2 separate regions of the Sus scrofa genome follow, and region 1 is linked to region 2. The links are chromatin contacts, called in public Hi-C maps. All regions are on one chromosome and are shown on one strand. The core of a region is the stretch at or near the end of the contact, and the rest is flanking DNA. Distances in the headings are between cores, read along the strand shown.

The links. Hi-C and Micro-C count contacts between places; a contact is called where the count stands out from the background.
Region 1: a contact with region 2 is called in a Hi-C map of subcutaneous adipose tissue, with 1.8 times the contacts expected there. The contact joins the enhancer-like site here to the promoter of OSR2 in region 2. A contact is called at or near these places in 1 of 5 promoter capture datasets (fetal skeletal muscle) and 6 of 47 Hi-C or Micro-C datasets (embryonic fibroblasts, epiblast stem cells, heart right ventricle and 3 more).

The regions. Positions count from the first base shown.
Region 1 is chr4:38,593,632-38,598,418 of Sscrofa11.1, reverse strand. No RefSeq gene overlaps it. Among named protein-coding and RNA genes, the nearest start is that of POP1, 60 kb to the left of the region's middle. Within about 2 kb of position 2,843, at least 6 of the 83 cell types and tissues checked have an H3K27ac peak or open chromatin away from gene starts, as enhancers often do. A contact at or near this core is called in subcutaneous adipose tissue, where this site is marked.
Region 2 is chr4:37,896,127-37,901,095 of Sscrofa11.1, reverse strand. It overlaps OSR2 (protein odd-skipped-related 2), which reads left to right and starts at 3,161. Exons shown (of 4, transcript XM_005655349.3): 1 at 3,161-3,548.

The sequences.
Region 1 (4,787 bases), core at 1,594-4,093, 700 kb before region 2:
CTGGGCCAGCCTCATCACAGGGGGCTCTGCCCACCACACCTGCCCAGAGGCTGGAGGGGAGGGTGGCCGTGGGCTGCATGTCTGACATGTTCGCAGCTTGAGTCCGTGGACACCTCCCCAGGTCTGAGGAGGAGTGGAGAGAGGGAAGAGGGGAGCAGGAGCAGCTAGGGAGCCCCAAACCCCAGCACGACACCTCCCTCCTCATCACCACCCCCACCAGGGCTTCCTCAGCCTGTGTCTCCCTGTGGCATGAAAACAATTCTGCCAGCATGGCATGTGGGATGCACTTTCAGTTTCTTTCTTCAGTCACTGTCAGGAACAAAGAGAGCTCCCTCTGTGCTGGCCTTTGTGCGCAGTCATCCGGTTACTGTTTATAACCATGCTCTCACCATGGGCTCCATTTTACAGATGCAGAAACTGAGGCATAGCAAAGTTCAGTGATTTGCTGGAAAGTCACAGATTCGGGGACTGGGAGGGCCCAAGCCAGCTGACGTGGAGCTGAAGCTCACAGCCGCACCCCATGCTGTGCCTCCACCTCCATCCCCCCCAACTCCCCGACCTTTATCCCCTGGGACCATCAGTTCTGTGTCAGAACAAACACGAACCAGGCGCACGCTTTGTCCTGAAGCCATTCAAGGTCAACAGCTTGCTCCTTTGGTACCACGTGAAGAGTGTTCAGAACTTTGGCTCTTGGTCTGGCATCAGAATTGAGTCTTTCTCATCCTGACATTTTTTTTTTTTTTTTCCTGGGAAAGATGGCCCTCGGAGTCCCAGTGGATTCATTTCATTTGCGTTTCTCCCTCTCTCATTTTGCCCTGATAATGCCGCTGTTATTTACGATCTGAGCACCAGCCAGACCATTCATCTTGCCTTTGATAGGCATGTGTGAAAGGCCCATGATGACGTTTCCCACTTGGCCCGGTCCATGTTCAAAACATCAGCCAAAAGCGAAGCAATAAAAAACACGGCCCCCCTCCCCCCCAGAGAAGAGCGGGTACACAGCGGAGCCGTGTCTTTCTGAACCCAGAGAGGTCGTTTCCAGACCTCACCTCTCCTCCCGATCTGCCGAGCCTTGGTCTTTGGATTTTAGTGCATCTCATCCTTTTCACCTGGCCCCCGAGTCGGGGTGGGGCGGGGAAGCCGGCTGCCCCTGCCGCTTGTGTGGGCCCCCTGGGGCGCGGCTCCCCAGTCCCGAAGATGAGGATTAGTGTTAATCTCCTGTTCACGAGGTTGAGTCAAGAGTTATTCTTTCCATCTGTCGCCTCCAGGCCAGACCTCTCTGTCCTCTCTTCCACCCCAGATCTCCGAGAAGCAACGATGATAACCTCGTGCCTGTACACACGTGCAGAGCCTCTGCAAGCCCAGCTATCCAGGGCCAGCTTGGGAGCTGAAAGGCCCCGGACAGGCGTCTTAGCCAACCTCCTCCCTCATTCTGCAGGGGAGGGGGCGTCACACTGTCACCCAGTCAGAGCCGCTCAGTAACAGCCGGGACCAGAGCCCAGGTCTCCTGATCAGGCCAGGCACTTCTCAGGACCAACTTTTAAAGTAAAACTTTTTTGCAGAAAGAGTCTAATATCCACAAGGGAATGAGCAGGTTGCACTCAAGTGCTGCAGCTCTGCTTTCTTCCTCTCTTGTTTTTTGCTTTGTTTTGCTCTTCTTAGCCACCTGCTGGCATATGAGTTCCTGGGCAAGTTATCAGATCTGAGCCGCTGTTGTGACTTGGAGGATCCTTAAGCCCACTGTGCAGGGCTGGGGATTGAACCTGCGTCTCAGTGCTCCAGAGGTGCAACCGATCTCATTGTAGCACGGTGGAAACTCCTCTTCCTCTCTTGTGACAGCCCCAACTTTCTTCAGCAGCTCTGCCCTCCGCATCTCTTCCTTTGAGGAGCTGCCTGGAATGCTGGCGAGAACAAGAAGGCTTGGGTTTGAAGTTCCCGTCGTGGCTCAGTGGTTAACAAACCTGACTAAGGTCCATGAGGATGCGGGTTTGATCCCTGGCCTCGCTCAGTGGGTTAAGGATCCAGCATTGCTGTGAGCTATGGCATAGGTCGCAGAGGTGGCAGAAGCAGCTTGGATCCCATGTTGCTGTGGTGTAGGCTGACAGCTATAGCTCCGATTAGACCCCTAGCCTGGGAACCTCCGTATGCCATGGGTGCGGCCCTGCGTTGCTGTGGCCTATGCCAGAGCCACAGCAACGCAGGATCCGAGCTGCGTCTGCAACCTACACCACAGCTCACAGCAACGCTGGATCCTTAACCCACTGAGTGAGGCCAGGGGTTGAACCTGCATCCTTATGGATCTTAGTCAGATACGTTTCTGCTGAGCCATGAAGGGAACTTCCCACTGCACCTTCTTGAAGCGAAACTCAAGTGAAGTCACAGCAGCACAAGTGCCTTTGTGTTTGTGATTACAGCTCACAAACCTTAGCTTATGTAACATGGCATATGTCACAGCAATTCTGAGTTACATCATCCTCATGTTATAGAGAGAGAAACTGAGGCTCAGTGAGGTGAGACAGTACCCAGGGTCACACAGCTAATTGGAATCAAACCCATATCTGTCTGCATCCTTAACTGGGTAGTCCCAGCGACCTCCCGTTAATAGCCCCTTAACCAATAGGGGCTTAAGTCATCAAGAGCCAAAATAACCAAGGGTCCAAACATTGCCTGCCCATTCTCAGAGACTTCACAGTGGGTAGGGGCTGGGGCTGAGGATGGCTTGCTCAGGATCCCTGTTTCCCTCAAAATTGTGGGCATGAGAGGGGGATCCTAATCACGAGAGAGGGTGCTCTCGCAGGGCGAGATGGTGCAGTTACCCAGTATGGCCGCGAGGTGGCGCCGTGTACCGACACAGGCACGCCCCCAGGTTCCTGGGAGATGAGCCTCAGTTCAGCCTGGGGAAAGCTGGGAATGGAGAGATTTCTGAAATTCAGAAAGCAACCCCTGGAGGGGCAGTTTTGTTGTTCAGTGCTGCAGCCCAGGAACCGATGAGGTTTTTGATTCCACAGGCATTTGAAGAGTTCCGGCCACAGACCAGGCCCTAGGCCTGGGGGACCCAGAGGCATATGTGACGGGGTATGTCCCTCAACCCTGGGAGCTCATGGTCAACCTGGGGAGGCAGACGCAGATACCCTTACGCCCTTCAAAATGAGTACAAAGAAAGCAGGACAGTTTTTTTCATGGTCTTAAAAAAATTAAAGAGCTCCCTGGCGGCTCAGTGGGTTAAGGAACAGACGTTATCACTGCTGTGGCACAGGTTCCATCCCTGGTCCCAGAACTTCCACCTGCTGTGGGTGAGGCCAAAAAAAGAATAGGAAAACTTGTATTCTCTTTACCAGGAGCAAATGAGAACATGCTTTCCCAACCTCACCAGCCATTCCTGCCTGCTCACTGGGAGTGAACTAACCCCTTAGGAAGTGGAGTCTGAGGTTTTTAGGGCTTAGGTGAATATTCTCAAGACCAGTAAAGGGGAGTTCCCGTTGTGGCTCAGTGCTTAACGAATCCAGCTAGGAACCATGAGGTTGCGGGTTCAATCCCTGGCCTCCCTCAGTGGGTTAAGGATCCGGCATTGCCGTGAGCTGTGGTGTAGGTCGCAGATGCGGCTCAGATCCTGTGTTGCTGTGGCTGTGGTGTAAGCCGGTGGCTACAGCTCTGATTAGACCCCTAGCCTGGGAACCTCCATGTGCCATGGGAGCGGCCCAAGAAATGGCAAAAAGACAAAAAAAAAAAAAAAAAAAAAGACAAAAAAAAAAGACCAGTAAAGGGCCTTCCTCACTAATCAGGTCCTACCACTTATGACCAATCCATCTCACTTGGGGCAGGCCTCTGCCTCCTATACTAACCTGGTAAGCTCTAATTCTTCCTGCAGTCCCTACCCATCTACCCTTTCTGTGTCACTTTTCCAGAATCTTCCAGAATTAACCACTGCCTTCTGTGTATTGTGTACCCTCTGGTAACTGGACATTTGCCACGTTATGTAGTAATTGGTCTGTTTACAGATCTGTCCTGCTCACCTAGCACAGTGCCAGGCAAATGAAAATGTGCTTTTGAGGCACTTGCTGAATGTAACTTGCTGAGTTACTTGAGAGAGAATGCGTGCACTGTGACACCTAATTCAGTCCTAACAACACCCTGTGCGCTTGATATTATCTGCATTATTTTACTTTATTGCTCTTTCAGGCCACACCCATGGCATATGGAGGGTCCCAGCCTAGGGGTTGAATTGGAGCTGTAGCCAATGGCCTACACCACAGCCAAAGCAATGTGGGATCCGAGCCAAGTCTGTGACCTACACCACAGCTCACAGCAACACCACCCGATCCTTAACCCACTGAGTGAGGCCAGGGATCGAACCTTCATCCTCGTGGGTACTCATCAGATTCATTTCCACTGCGCCACGATGGGAACTCCTATCTGCATTATTTTAGAGACGAGGTAATACTAGTTAATGCAACAGGTCAATCCTGAAATCTCAATGCCCAGAAGTTCTTCTTTTTTTTTTTTTGGTCTTTTTGTCATTTCTTGGGCCGCTCCCGTGGCATATGGAGGTTCCCAGGCTAGGGGTCAAATCAGAGCTGTAGCCACTGGCCTACACCACAGCCACAGCAACATGGGATCTGAGCCACGTCTGCGACCTACACCACAGCTCACGGCAATGCCGGATCCTTAACCCACTGAGCGAGGCCAGGGATCGAACCCGCAACCTCATGGTTCCTAGTTGGATTCATTAACCACTGAGCCATGACAGGAACTCCTCAATGCCCAGAAGTTCTATCTCACATCATAGC
Region 2 (4,969 bases), core at 1,912-4,411:
CCCTCCTCTAAGTTTTTGCGATCTTCCTCACAACTCGGGAACTGGAGAGCACTCGTCCGGAGAGAGCTGGGCTCCCAATTCCGCGAGGCTCTAGCGAAAAGCGGCAAACAGTGCGGGAAGTTCAAATGCAAAAGGTCCCCGCCCAGTAGAGGCAGGGAAAGCGGGAGAGAAAGGAGGCGAGTCCTTAGAAGTAATGGCAGCTGAGACTCTGAGAAAAAGATGGGATATCCATAACATGTCTCATTCAGGGCAAAAGTTTTTAGCATGTCCTCAGTGCGTAGGTCACAGTGGGAGAGGCTCGGGGTCAACCCCAGGGAAGTGTGTGTCTGACACCTGTTCGCTGCTTAACAGGCAGAGCTACCTGGGTGGGCTGGTCGGGGGAGGAGGAGGGAGAAGGAGGAATGAAGGGGCCCCCTCCTCCTTCCACTCCTCCGCGCTCCTCTCTCCAGCCAGCATTCGGTCCTCCGGGGGCAGTTCGGGTTAGGGCTGCAACTGTTTGCGCTCCCCTCGTCAGTCTGTTAGCCATTTCCCTGGAAGCGTCCTTGGTGTCGAAAGCCCAGAGCCGTGAGGACAGCAGCTGACCAGTCGGCGGAAACGTCGGACTAAATGCGCAGTGCAGCTCCAGGAGGGCGCAGGGGAAGTGGGGCGGCGGCGCAGAGACGCAGCCCCCTGCGCGCAGCTGGGCTGCGGTAGGCTCCGGGACTCTACGCTCCGCGCACTGGTTACCCCACAACTCGCCGCGGGCCTATCTTCCTTGCCCTGCGAGGTCGCCCGGAGAGTCCGGCGGAGGAGGCTGCTTCTGGGTAGGTCCCCACGGAGCGTGCGCCACGGAGCGTGCGGGGCCAGGGGGCTTGCCCTGATCACGGAGTTGAGACTCAAGGACTGGGCCCCAGGTGGGCGCAGAGGTGGCCCGAGAGAGCCCTGAGAGTGGTGCGGCGCAGCGTTCAGCCTCCTCCGGCTCGCTTTCCGCGTGAGGCGCGCACCTGCCCATCGTGGTGGCCAGGCCTGGAGGCTGCTGAGGCGCTACCCCGCCACGAGGTTTCTCCCACTACCCGGAAAGCTCGCCAACTCCTCCCTACCTTAAAGTGGCTGCAGCGCTTGGGCCAGCATGGCCCAGACTCCATTGTGGAACTTCGGAGGCTGGGGTGGGCGAAGTAAACACGTTTAAGGAAAAACCTGGGTTCAGGAGATTTGCGGAAAGAGGGCGCAGCTCGTGGTTATTTGGAAATTCTTTTCAGCCCGGGATAAAAGCAGGGAGTTCCGCGCGCGCGCGCGCGCGCACACACACACACACACTCACAGTCACACTCTGTGGGAAGGTGTGAAGCCTACCTCTGGGGGGTTACCTCTACTTACAGACAAGGAAATATGAAGCGTGGAACACCACCCCGGGAGTCTTGTCCTGGGGGTCTGAAAGAAGAGAAAGTTCCCTCCAAATCTTCCAAATTGAGAAAAGCTGCGGAAGGAATGAGGCGGTTAGAGAGAAGGGACCACAGGCATCCCCATAGCTAGGGCTCAGGACTGAGCGCTAAAATGAAAGCACCCCTATAGAATCCATTAGGGAAAAACTTTTTTTTTTTTTTTTAAAGTCCTGAACTCAGGCATTCCGCTTCTTCCGCACTGTTCCTCAAATCTATTTTGAAGCAGTTAAATACTGAAGGATATTCAACGCTCGGGTCTCCGTTCCAACCTCAGTTTTTAACCTTAGCAAATTTGAAATTGGAAAGAAAAAAAAAAAAAAGATCTGCTATCTCTGAATTATGTTTTACCAAAGGAACGAAAAATTCTATCCACCTCTGCATAAATAAAATGGAAGGGATTTTATCTTAATAAAATAATATCCTGTAGCTTCTGCCTGGCTTCCCAGTCACTGTTTGACCTTTTGGCAGTTTTTTAGGCTTCTGCTTATATTTGTCCCCTTCCCCGCACGATTGAGATTATTTTAATTGTGCTTAGGAGCAGCACATCCAAAACCATATTCTGGCGGACCACCTCTGAACTGTGTACATCCGCTTGGCTCGAAGACCTGCGCCCCTCCAAGCTCAGACTTGCAGGGGGCTAACGCAAACCGCCTTTGGAGAACTCGTCTGGGACGAAGGGCATTTTACTCAGTGCTGCTCACGAAGATCTCATCTGGACACAGGCTTTTTAAGATGAGAGTATGTCATCCTCTTTCTGTCACTTGGTCCCCCTATTTCCAGAGTAGCTGAAGTGCGTTCTGCAGTTACACTCACACGGGACCGAACCTTTAGAAGAACCTGAAAAATGTATCACTACACTTCAAATTCGATTAAGTTTCCTGGCGAATGAACAATGAACCCTGTCTTTGCTAGGAATGGAGATGCACACGTTTGAAAAGCTAGAATAGTATTTTCCTAAATATTTTTAAATGATTGCTTTTCCCCTATTCCAGATGAATTCTTTATTGTTTGTCAATGGGTTGCAGATGCCCACCCCTTTAACCAAGTTAGCTAACTGCTTGTGAAATGTACATTGGCTGATTAAAGCTTAAATATTGGGAAAAAAATTCTCCTGGGATATTCTACATTGTCTTTGCAGTAATTACGAAATTAGTCAATTGTCACCTCTATAAACAAACTTCGTTTTGAAAACAACAGACGAAAGCAGACTATACATACAGTCGTAATTGACCAAAAGTATGTACACAACTGTATTTAAAATTAGGGGAAGGGTGATGTATGCTGGCGAATACAATCTAGAAGTGATTGATTTTTACCTACGAAGAAGATGGTTATGTTAAACGTGATTAGACGTGGAAATTAACGCGGCGAGCGCGCCAAGTAAAACTGCAAAATGCACTTTGGGCTTCTCTGCGGGGTCTTTGGGAGGCAGAAGGCCAGTTGTTCTGTTTCCAACATTATTAGGAAAAGTGGCACCGAGAAGGAAGAGGGTGGGCGTTGTGTTTGTGTGTGAGCTTTGAACTGAGTCACCTTGGCCATGTAACAGGGAAACCTCGAGCAAACCTGTCTGTGCCTTTAAGATTCAGTTGCTATCCAAACACAAGTAAACAGAGTGGACCATTAGCGGGCGCCCGGCGCGGAGGCGGAGCCTGGGCGCAGGGGGCCCGGCGCGGCTGCGGGACGCCCGCCCGAAGGGGAGGCGGGGCCGCTACTAAAGCCCGACTCAGCCCGCCGCGAGCAGCTTGGGGAGGGACGCGGGCGGGGACAGAGCTCCGTACGCTCGCTGCTGGAGGGTGATGGCCCTGCGAGGCTGCAGGCTCCGACCTTACCCGGAGTCGGCGGCGAGAGGATCGCAGAGGCGCGAGGTTCTGGGCTAGCGCTAAGTGCGAACTCCAACCACCCCGGGTCTTTACACATTCTGCGTCTACAGACTCTGACCAAGGCGACTCAGAGGATCCGCTCTGGTTTGAGCTGCTCGTCGTCCTCCAGATCATGTCCGCAGCTCCCTGGACTCCGCGCGGAAAAAGAAGTTTGTCAGGCGTGGACCCAATGACCTTTCCAAGCTGTGTGCCTCACTCTCTGGACCAGGTCTGAGTGGTGCTCCCCAGGCGGACCTTTCTGCTAGAGGTGAGTGTCTGTTCTGGGAACCGGCTGCAGCTGCCCTAAAGGAGGGAAGCTGCAGGGGGTGTAAGGGGGCGCTCAGATTCTCGGTCTGGTGTGCCGCGAGTTCAGACGTTTTGAAAAGAAATCGTATGCATGCACTCCAGGGCGTTGTATTTTTCACTTTATCGGATCCCAGGCACGCCGCTCCCAGCTAACACGCCACACACGCTTTCGTGAGCTGTTTTTAGGGTGCGTGTGACATTTAATCTAAGCATTCAGGAAGGCTTCTTATAAAAGCTGATCTACGTACGTTGAGATAAAACGCCACAACCTCATATTTTTCCTAACCCTACTGTGGGATTCCTGGTCCTCCCGTCCCGAGGCGGCCGCGGCAGCGCGGACCGGCCGGGACATAGAGTGTCTGCCTAGCCAGAGCGTTTCAAGAGGAAAGTAGTAGTTGAATCCTAGGTAATTCTCTAACCTCGTATTGGCCTTTTGATTTTCCTCTCATCCCTCCAGCCCTGGAGAAGGGGACAGAAGGCAAATTCCCCTGGGGTTTAAACGCTTGGATTCTTGAGACATGGCAACAGAGAAAAGAGTTGCCTTTGTAGGAAGAAGGGGGGAAAAAGGTGTTTGTTGGAGGGAGCGCTGGCTCTGTCTTTCTACCTGTTAGGAGGGAACAAAAGAGGACTGGCGTTTCCCAGGGCGAAACAGACAGCCACTTTCTCTGTTAAACAAACTGCAGTCCTGAGCAGAACAAGAAAATTACTCACGCAGGGGGGAGCGAGGGAGCAGAGAGAAACAGAACCCAGATTATGCGGAAGGCATCTTAATTTAATTAACTCCTTGGGAAGGCAGAGGCGCAGCGAAGGGGCAGGAACTTCGAAGCTGTTTCTCTCTGTTCACCTGATCTAGTCTGTCCATTTTAATTTAATTTTTTAAAAAATGACCTCCTTAGATCCAATTGGAGTCTAGCTCTCTGATTTTGTAAACATCTGTTGTGGCTTGAGCTGAAGTTCAGTGAGCCTGTGGATCCATCAGTCATTTCTCTCAGACTCCAACACACAGGTTTTAGCAGATGACCTCTGACCGTATATTATTTTTAGATAATTCGGTGTAATAACACATTACCAAACAGCGAGACTTCTTATCAAATTACCACTACCTTTCTGTCGCCAGTGTTTTGAAAGCTTCACTGAACTGAAATTAGTATGTACACCTCTCACTTGTTGACAGCCAGTGAACTAAATTTTACAAAACTTCTGACCATGTCTGGAAATTCCTGTGAAGAAGACTGATGAAAGGAAACTAGTCTAAGTTCCACCAAAATATTTATGTCTTTTCATTGGTTTAGGTTTCTTTCCTTGCAAAATTAAAAGTAACCAATGGTCCAAAACGGGATGGTGGAGAAGTGACAGCAGATGAAGACTGTTATTGCCTGAAAC